Regions from separate parts of the Rattus norvegicus genome. Here region 1 is linked to region 2. Evidence: chromatin contacts called from public Hi-C data. All regions are on one chromosome and are shown on one strand. Each heading gives the region's core, a stretch centred on a gene start, on an enhancer-like site or on the middle of the called end of the contact. The rest is flanking DNA. Distances are from core to core; before and after follow the strand shown.

Evidence for each region. A called contact is a pair of places that touch in the nucleus more often than the background predicts.
Region 1: a contact with region 2 is called in a Hi-C map of the A7r5 cell line, with 9 times the contacts expected there. The contact joins two enhancer-like sites. A contact is called at or near these places in 4 of 12 Hi-C or Micro-C datasets (the A7r5 cell line, the Rat2 cell line, Schwann cells and 1 more).

What each region holds. Positions count from the first base shown.
Region 1 is chr5:108,084,562-108,087,641 of GRCr8, forward strand. No RefSeq gene overlaps it. Among named protein-coding and RNA genes, the nearest start is that of Ifnb1, 19 kb to the left of the region's middle. Within about 2 kb of position 1,465, at least 14 of the 93 cell types and tissues checked have an H3K27ac peak or open chromatin away from gene starts, as enhancers often do. A contact at or near this core is called in the A7r5 cell line, where this site is marked.
Region 2 is chr5:106,933,170-106,936,426 of GRCr8, forward strand. No RefSeq gene overlaps it. Among named protein-coding and RNA genes, the nearest start is that of Slc24a2, 150 kb to the left of the region's middle. Within about 2 kb of position 1,347, at least 4 of the 93 cell types and tissues checked have an H3K27ac peak or open chromatin away from gene starts, as enhancers often do. A contact at or near this core is called in the A7r5 cell line, where this site is marked.

The sequences.
Region 1 (3,080 bases), core at 215-2,714, 1.2 Mb after region 2:
CAGAAGAAAGTTATTTTCTCTTCAGTGTGTGATGACCATCAAAGAAGTTTTCACTTTCCTCACTTAAATTAGGAGGTCAGAAGATGCTCATGTGAGAGGTGTCCTGGTCCCCCATCCCATGAAGGAAAGGAATGAGAACAGAAGACCTCAAGAGAAATCTCAACAAGGTGCTTTGCTGATCCCCTTCCTCCCACCTACTTGTTTGCTGCTACTAGGTCACCACGTCCACTTACCCAATCAGAGTAAACTTCTTTTGGTTGTTTGTTTAATTAGTGGAGGCTAGCTTCATGTAGCCCTGGCTACCATGCAACTAAGTCTGGTAACCAAGCTTGCCTCTGCCTCCAGAGTGCTAGAATTAGAGGTGTGCCATCATGCCCAGCTTGGACCTTCATTTTTAAATGAAGTCCCAAGTCGCAGAACTTCTCTCAAACTTTGTTTAATCTTTTATTTTTAGTCTCTTATTTTAGGGTGTTGACCCCAAACTTGTAACTGCTAAGAACCTTTTCCTCCTCCTCCTATATACATGACCAGATGGTCCTCTGTCCTGCACTTCTTTCCCCAGAACATTCCCGTCAGTGGATTAAGGCGCCTGAGATACATAGGACTGCTCACCCTGTATCTTCCACACATGTTGTCAGGACACTTGCTGATTACTTGACCATCTAACTGACCCCGAGTCTCGGTTTGCTTTACCTTTGGCATAGCAGACAGCTCTGGGCACGGTTGCTCCTACATTCACTGTTAGTGATGGGCTTAGGGGCTTGCAAGGGTCAACCTGACTGGATGATTAAATGGCACGGTGTCATTTCTGCAATGTGTTTTCAGAGGGAAATGATGGGTGAGGTAGTGAACTGAATGGGAGAGATCAGAGAAGGCACAATCACTTGGGGGTTTAGGTAAAACAAACATGGCAAAGAGTGGGTGCCTCCCTCTCTTTCTCCCTGCATTTGGACATGTGTCATTTTCTGCCTCTGAACACAGCTGCAGGATCTGTCAGCCCTTTTGACTCCAATGGCCCCCTTGAGTTCTTGTTCTTTGTCTCTGGACAGAATTATATTCCAGTCTTTTTTTGGTTCTGAGGCTTCCAAACTTGGACTGATCTGTGCTCCTGGCAACCCGGGGTCTTCAGCTTGCAGGTGGCTTGTCCTTTGAAACCAGGGAATCACAGCTACCATAGTCCTCTGAGATGAGCTCATAATAAAGTCACTCCCCGCTCTCCTTTTCTCTTTTCCTCCTTCCCTTCCCATAGATGAAGAAACACAGCCTCACCCCCATCTCTGCTAGTATACACGTGCCATTGTCCATTCTCTGTTCTCTTCCTGTCTCAGTTTCTGGCATTCTACAGAGAAACAGCCAAAGAAGCAACACTCTCTGCATCGCTAAACTTAGACTCCAACTTAGCGATTTCCTCACCAAGGGTTGCGTAATTAACTATGAACCACGAGCACAAAAATAACAAAGGGGATGACGCAACAGGCGAAAGGGAAACTAAACACGTTAGTTGTCAAACTGGATTTGAAGAAATGGGCCAGGAGTCCCCTCCAGCCAGGCTGAAAGGAGTTCAGCAATCTTCTCAGAACAGGGGATTTTTATTTTTTTCCTTTTGGCTGCCTAATGCTTTTCTGGTAAAAACTTTTAACTGCCTGAGCACAAAGAGAAATAGGAAAGTTCTGAGTAAGGCGTGGCCTTGTAACCAGACAGCATGTAGTTGAGAGCAATGGTATTAGCTGTAACTCAGAAATTTTGGCAAAAAGCTCAGTGTAGGCATCTGGCAAATGCCTCTCTCTTCTTCTTCTTTGTGAGAAGTGAAGTTAGACTGACAAAGTTCTTGACCAATTCTCTTGAATGGCTTTGCTTCTGCTTATGAACTGAGACTGTTCTAACGGTTATTAACATTTCCAATAGAGGACCTAGGTACAAGGAACATTTATTAGCTGCCAAGTAACATTCTGAGCAAATCAGCTAAACAAAACAATGATCCACCGTTTTATGACACAGCACTACAAAGGCATTTAAAAATGTATAGCTAAGGACACTGGTTACACACTGACCTTCTTGCTCCATGTTAAAATGTTAAATGTAACCCACTAATTTAGGCGTCTAACAGGGACACTCAATACCTAGTGGGCTTCCCATCTTCCACTCCCAACCAAAGGATGAACTTTTTCTTTTGTTTCATTCCAACCATTATGTTTTACCCATAAAACACCCATTGGTCAACTCATTGTTTTAGCTCTTGCTTGCCTACCCCAACCCTTTTGTCAGCTTATTCTCTTCACCATCTCTCACAACTTCCATCAGTTCTAACATGAGGGTACTTCTGGGAGGGGGTTGTCTCTCCATTTCACTCTCTGTTTTGGACCTATGCTTCTTTGCAAATATAATGAGTCTGCAAGAAGCCATTGTTCTGTGATTTGAGTCTGAGCTCCTAGTCATTAGCACAGCAGTCCACCAGAAGTGGAGAAGGATTTCTGTTTCTCCATTTTCATGGATATGTGTTATCTCCTTATCTGGTTTTAGGTTTTTTGTAAAGTGGGTTTGATTTGGATGAGTATCTCCCCAGTGATGCTAATCACATCCGATTTAAACTTTCTTGCCTCTGTCTTAGATGTCATTAGTCAAGTGCCATTCCTTCTCCCCCTCCCCTTTCAGATTAAGCCTCTCCCTGACCTAGAACATCCCAAGTGAGCCCCAGGGATCTGTTGGTCATCTCCATCTTCCAGAGCAGGGAGCACACAGACATACAGGTGCTCACACCAGGCTTTATAAAATGTGGATTCTGGAAATGAGACAACTCAGGTTTTCATGCTTGTGAGACATTCATGTACAGACTGAGCTATGTCCCAAGCCCGCCATGTATCTGTCTTTAAAATTGGATTTTCTCCATCTTATTGAGTTCTATTAGTTCCTTCTGTAGCATTCTGGAACCCCTTGTGAGATACATATGATCTACATAAATTTCTATGACTTGACCTTTCATTTTCCTTTTTAAAAATTATTTTTATTATTTTACAGTCCAGTCATTATTCCCATTCCTAGTCTTCCCTCCCACAGTTCCTCACCTCATTCCTCCTTCCCCT
Region 2 (3,257 bases), core at 97-2,596:
TAGAAGATAATGTTTTAAGGTTGGGCTCAGGATGAATAAATGGGAAGAAAGATGGAATCCCCAAGGCTACACAGCACAGTGAAGCTACATCTCCACAGGGACACCCCTCAACTCCCTCCAAGTTGTTGCTCTCCCTGTTCACTGGGCCTGCGTGGTGCACCTCTCCTTTGCCTCCCTAGCCTAAGGGAGAGAATCAGGTCTATGGTGGCAGGAAGGATAGAGTCATCCTGTGTTCCTGTGACTGACCCAGGCTGACCTCATGCTGGCCTCAAAGGTCAAGGTGAGCCACCTCCCCAGGGATTTGGTCCCAGAACACACCTATGCGTCAAGTAGGACATTTGAAGAAATATCTCTAGGTCGTCAGTCCCCAGCCCTTCCAATAGAGCCCATAAAGAGAAAGCACTACAAACCTCACAATGGGCAGTGGCCCTACAGTTCCATCAGATGAGCTATAAAGCAAGTGTCCAAACTTCCCTGGGCTGCTTCTGTACCTACTCAGTCAGACAACTATGTAAGTCTAGTGACCCAGAAAGAAGACAGGAGTCTAGGAGAAAGAAGGCTGCTTTTTATGTATGTGGAAGTGTAGATATATTTACTTTTTGTTATCTTTTACAGTATAACATACATGAGAGCTTTTGACATTGGCAGGAATAATCGATCAGGGTAAATGTTCACGTCTAGAAGTCTAACCATGCGTGCGTAGATTTTATTTCTAACACTTCAGTCGCTTCTTTGGGAGTGTTCTCCCTTTAAATATTAACCAGTGCATACTGAATTCAATTTGATCATTGGGAACTGGAAGTATTTATTGACAGTGGAGGTATGTCCAGGGGCAGGAGAAGATGCCCCAGAAACTGTTTTGTTCACAGAAAGCTAATTGTTAGAAGCTACCCCAGGGAGTAGATGCAGGCCAGTAGATCTTGGTGACATATGCCCACCCTGCCAGCTTCTCTTGGAAACTGAGCAGGAATAAACTGGAAAAGAGCGTTCTTTCTGGATAGTGTCAGAAAACGGAAGTGACAAATAGTCTTTAGTAGTGAAGAGCTAGCCTATCCTGACAGAGATCTTAATCGTGAGTTACACACATGAACCCTTTTAAAGAACTTGCTGGGGGCTGGGGAATTTCCAAGCTCAACTTCCTTTGGCCTGCAGTTTGAGCAAGACACACATCTGTTCTTTAATTGCTCAGTATTTCAAATCAAAACAAACTCTTCCGTGCGGAAAGGGCTCAGGTTACCCTTTGTGTTGGAGAATAAGTCTCCTCTTCTGACTGGGAGGTGGTGAGATTCCAAAGTATGTCTCCCGCAGGACATCCACAGCAACCCGGTTGCGGCAGTAGCAAATTGGGGCCACTAGATGGCGGGAGAGGACCGAGATAACCCTGGAGGCGGCTCTTTTCACCCAGCCGGAGGACCACTTTTGTTTCTCTGCTTTTTCTTCCTGCCCCTTTGTTTGACTTCTCCATTTTCTATCTCCTTTTCTCTTCGCGATAGTTACGTGTGGCCTTTCATTCATCACCCTTGTTCAAGAAGAGTCTTGTCTTGAGCAGCCGGGGTTGGGGGTCTCACAGCTCTGTTTGCAAGGATTCTGGCTGTCCCGCGCCAGCAGCAACCCTTTATTGCTCAGCTCAGGCATGCCCTTTCAGGTCCTTCTCACGATTTTAAAATGTCATTCTGTCACCGGCCAAGTGTTCATTTCATCCTGAGACTACAGCTCAGCTATGAGTAACTTAGGGGTGATGCTGTGCGTGCGGGTATCATCGGGGTCGGGGCAGACAGCTTCAGACGAGTAAATCGGAATAATTTGGGGGGACTGGTTTAAGAGAAATACTGCGTTGTGGAAACGAAGGCCAAACAGATTGATTGCTCAGACCTGCCATCCCTCCTCGTATTGTATCGGACAGGCAATTCGCTGAACGGAACACAAGGGGAAAAAACCCAAACAAACAATGTAGATAGAAGGCGCCGGAGAAAGCCAGTCTTCCTAAGGCATCCTGGAGATTGCATCCGTTTTATATTGCAATTAGCGATCCTTAAGTTGCACGCAAACCCTCCGGCAGAAGCTGGGGAAAGAGACGCACCAGATCTTGTCCGCCCCCCAGTGGAGAGCAGTGGGGACGGATCCTTCACTTAGGGGTAGCAGAGGCAAAGTGGGTATCCCAATCCTCTTTTCACACCAATTAGAGATCTACGATCCCCTTGGGCAGATGGCGCCAATAAAGTTAAAGGGATTTATATTCATCAAGAAAGGGTAGACACCAGGGCTGGGATCTGAGAGGATCCCTCCATCCTGGAGGAACCAAGTTTTTAGATCTGCCAGAAAGGCAGAAGGGGTCTCAGCTGGCGGCTTAAATCAGTTTCCTGCACCTTTCGGGTTCTGCTGCCAAGACCTAGAGAGGAGAGCATCTCTTTCAGTTAGAAAGACCCCTGCGCAGTCTATACAACTGCTTATTGCTGCTCATTTGTGTCCAACACCTTTTAAGCCTAAGCCGGCACTTTTCAATTCTGTGAGAAAAACATTCCATGGTGAAACCCCAAGAAGACACACATTAAATCCTCCCATACTTGGGGCAAAGTAGACCAGTATGGGTCCAGGTTCGTGTTCCCAAGGTGGCACCGGTGTGATTTATGGCTCTGAAGGGACAGCCAGCCAAAATCAGCTGTTTCAGCTGACCGCTTTGAGTTTTTCGGGTCGAAATAAAATCCAATGGGGTGTGACTTGAATCCCAAGAAAGTCTCCTGAAAGTGGACTGTCAGGAGCTCCTTGAGGAGTCAAATCAAAGAGCCCCTTCCTCTGCTGCTACTCCGAGCTCACAAAGAGCCCTCCTCTCCCAGCTCCACACTGTGCAGAGAAGGGCCTGCTGCACCTGGCCAGGGGCAGTAGGCTATTGTTTTCTAGAGGTGGGCCCCCTGCTCACCCCTGGAACTGGCCTTGTGCCAGAGCCCTCAGCAGCCAGGCAGGCTTTGTCCTGGGGACTCTGAGCTGGTTACACAGAGAAAGTGAAGCTTGGTTGAAAGTCTCCTGGAGGACAGTGAGCTTTTCTTTCCACAACCAGGAAGCAAGTTCTAGCCCCAACCCCCGTCCCGGCCCACCCCCACCCCGGATCCCTGATAACATTCTAAATTGAAAAGCTGAGCACGACCTAAGTTTGAGCTAGGGCATGTGGATGCTGTTAAAATGGTTAACGTCTTTGAGAAGCCGGCAGGATTTCTAGAAATTTCTCTAATGACACACTCAGCACACACAACTAGAGGGGG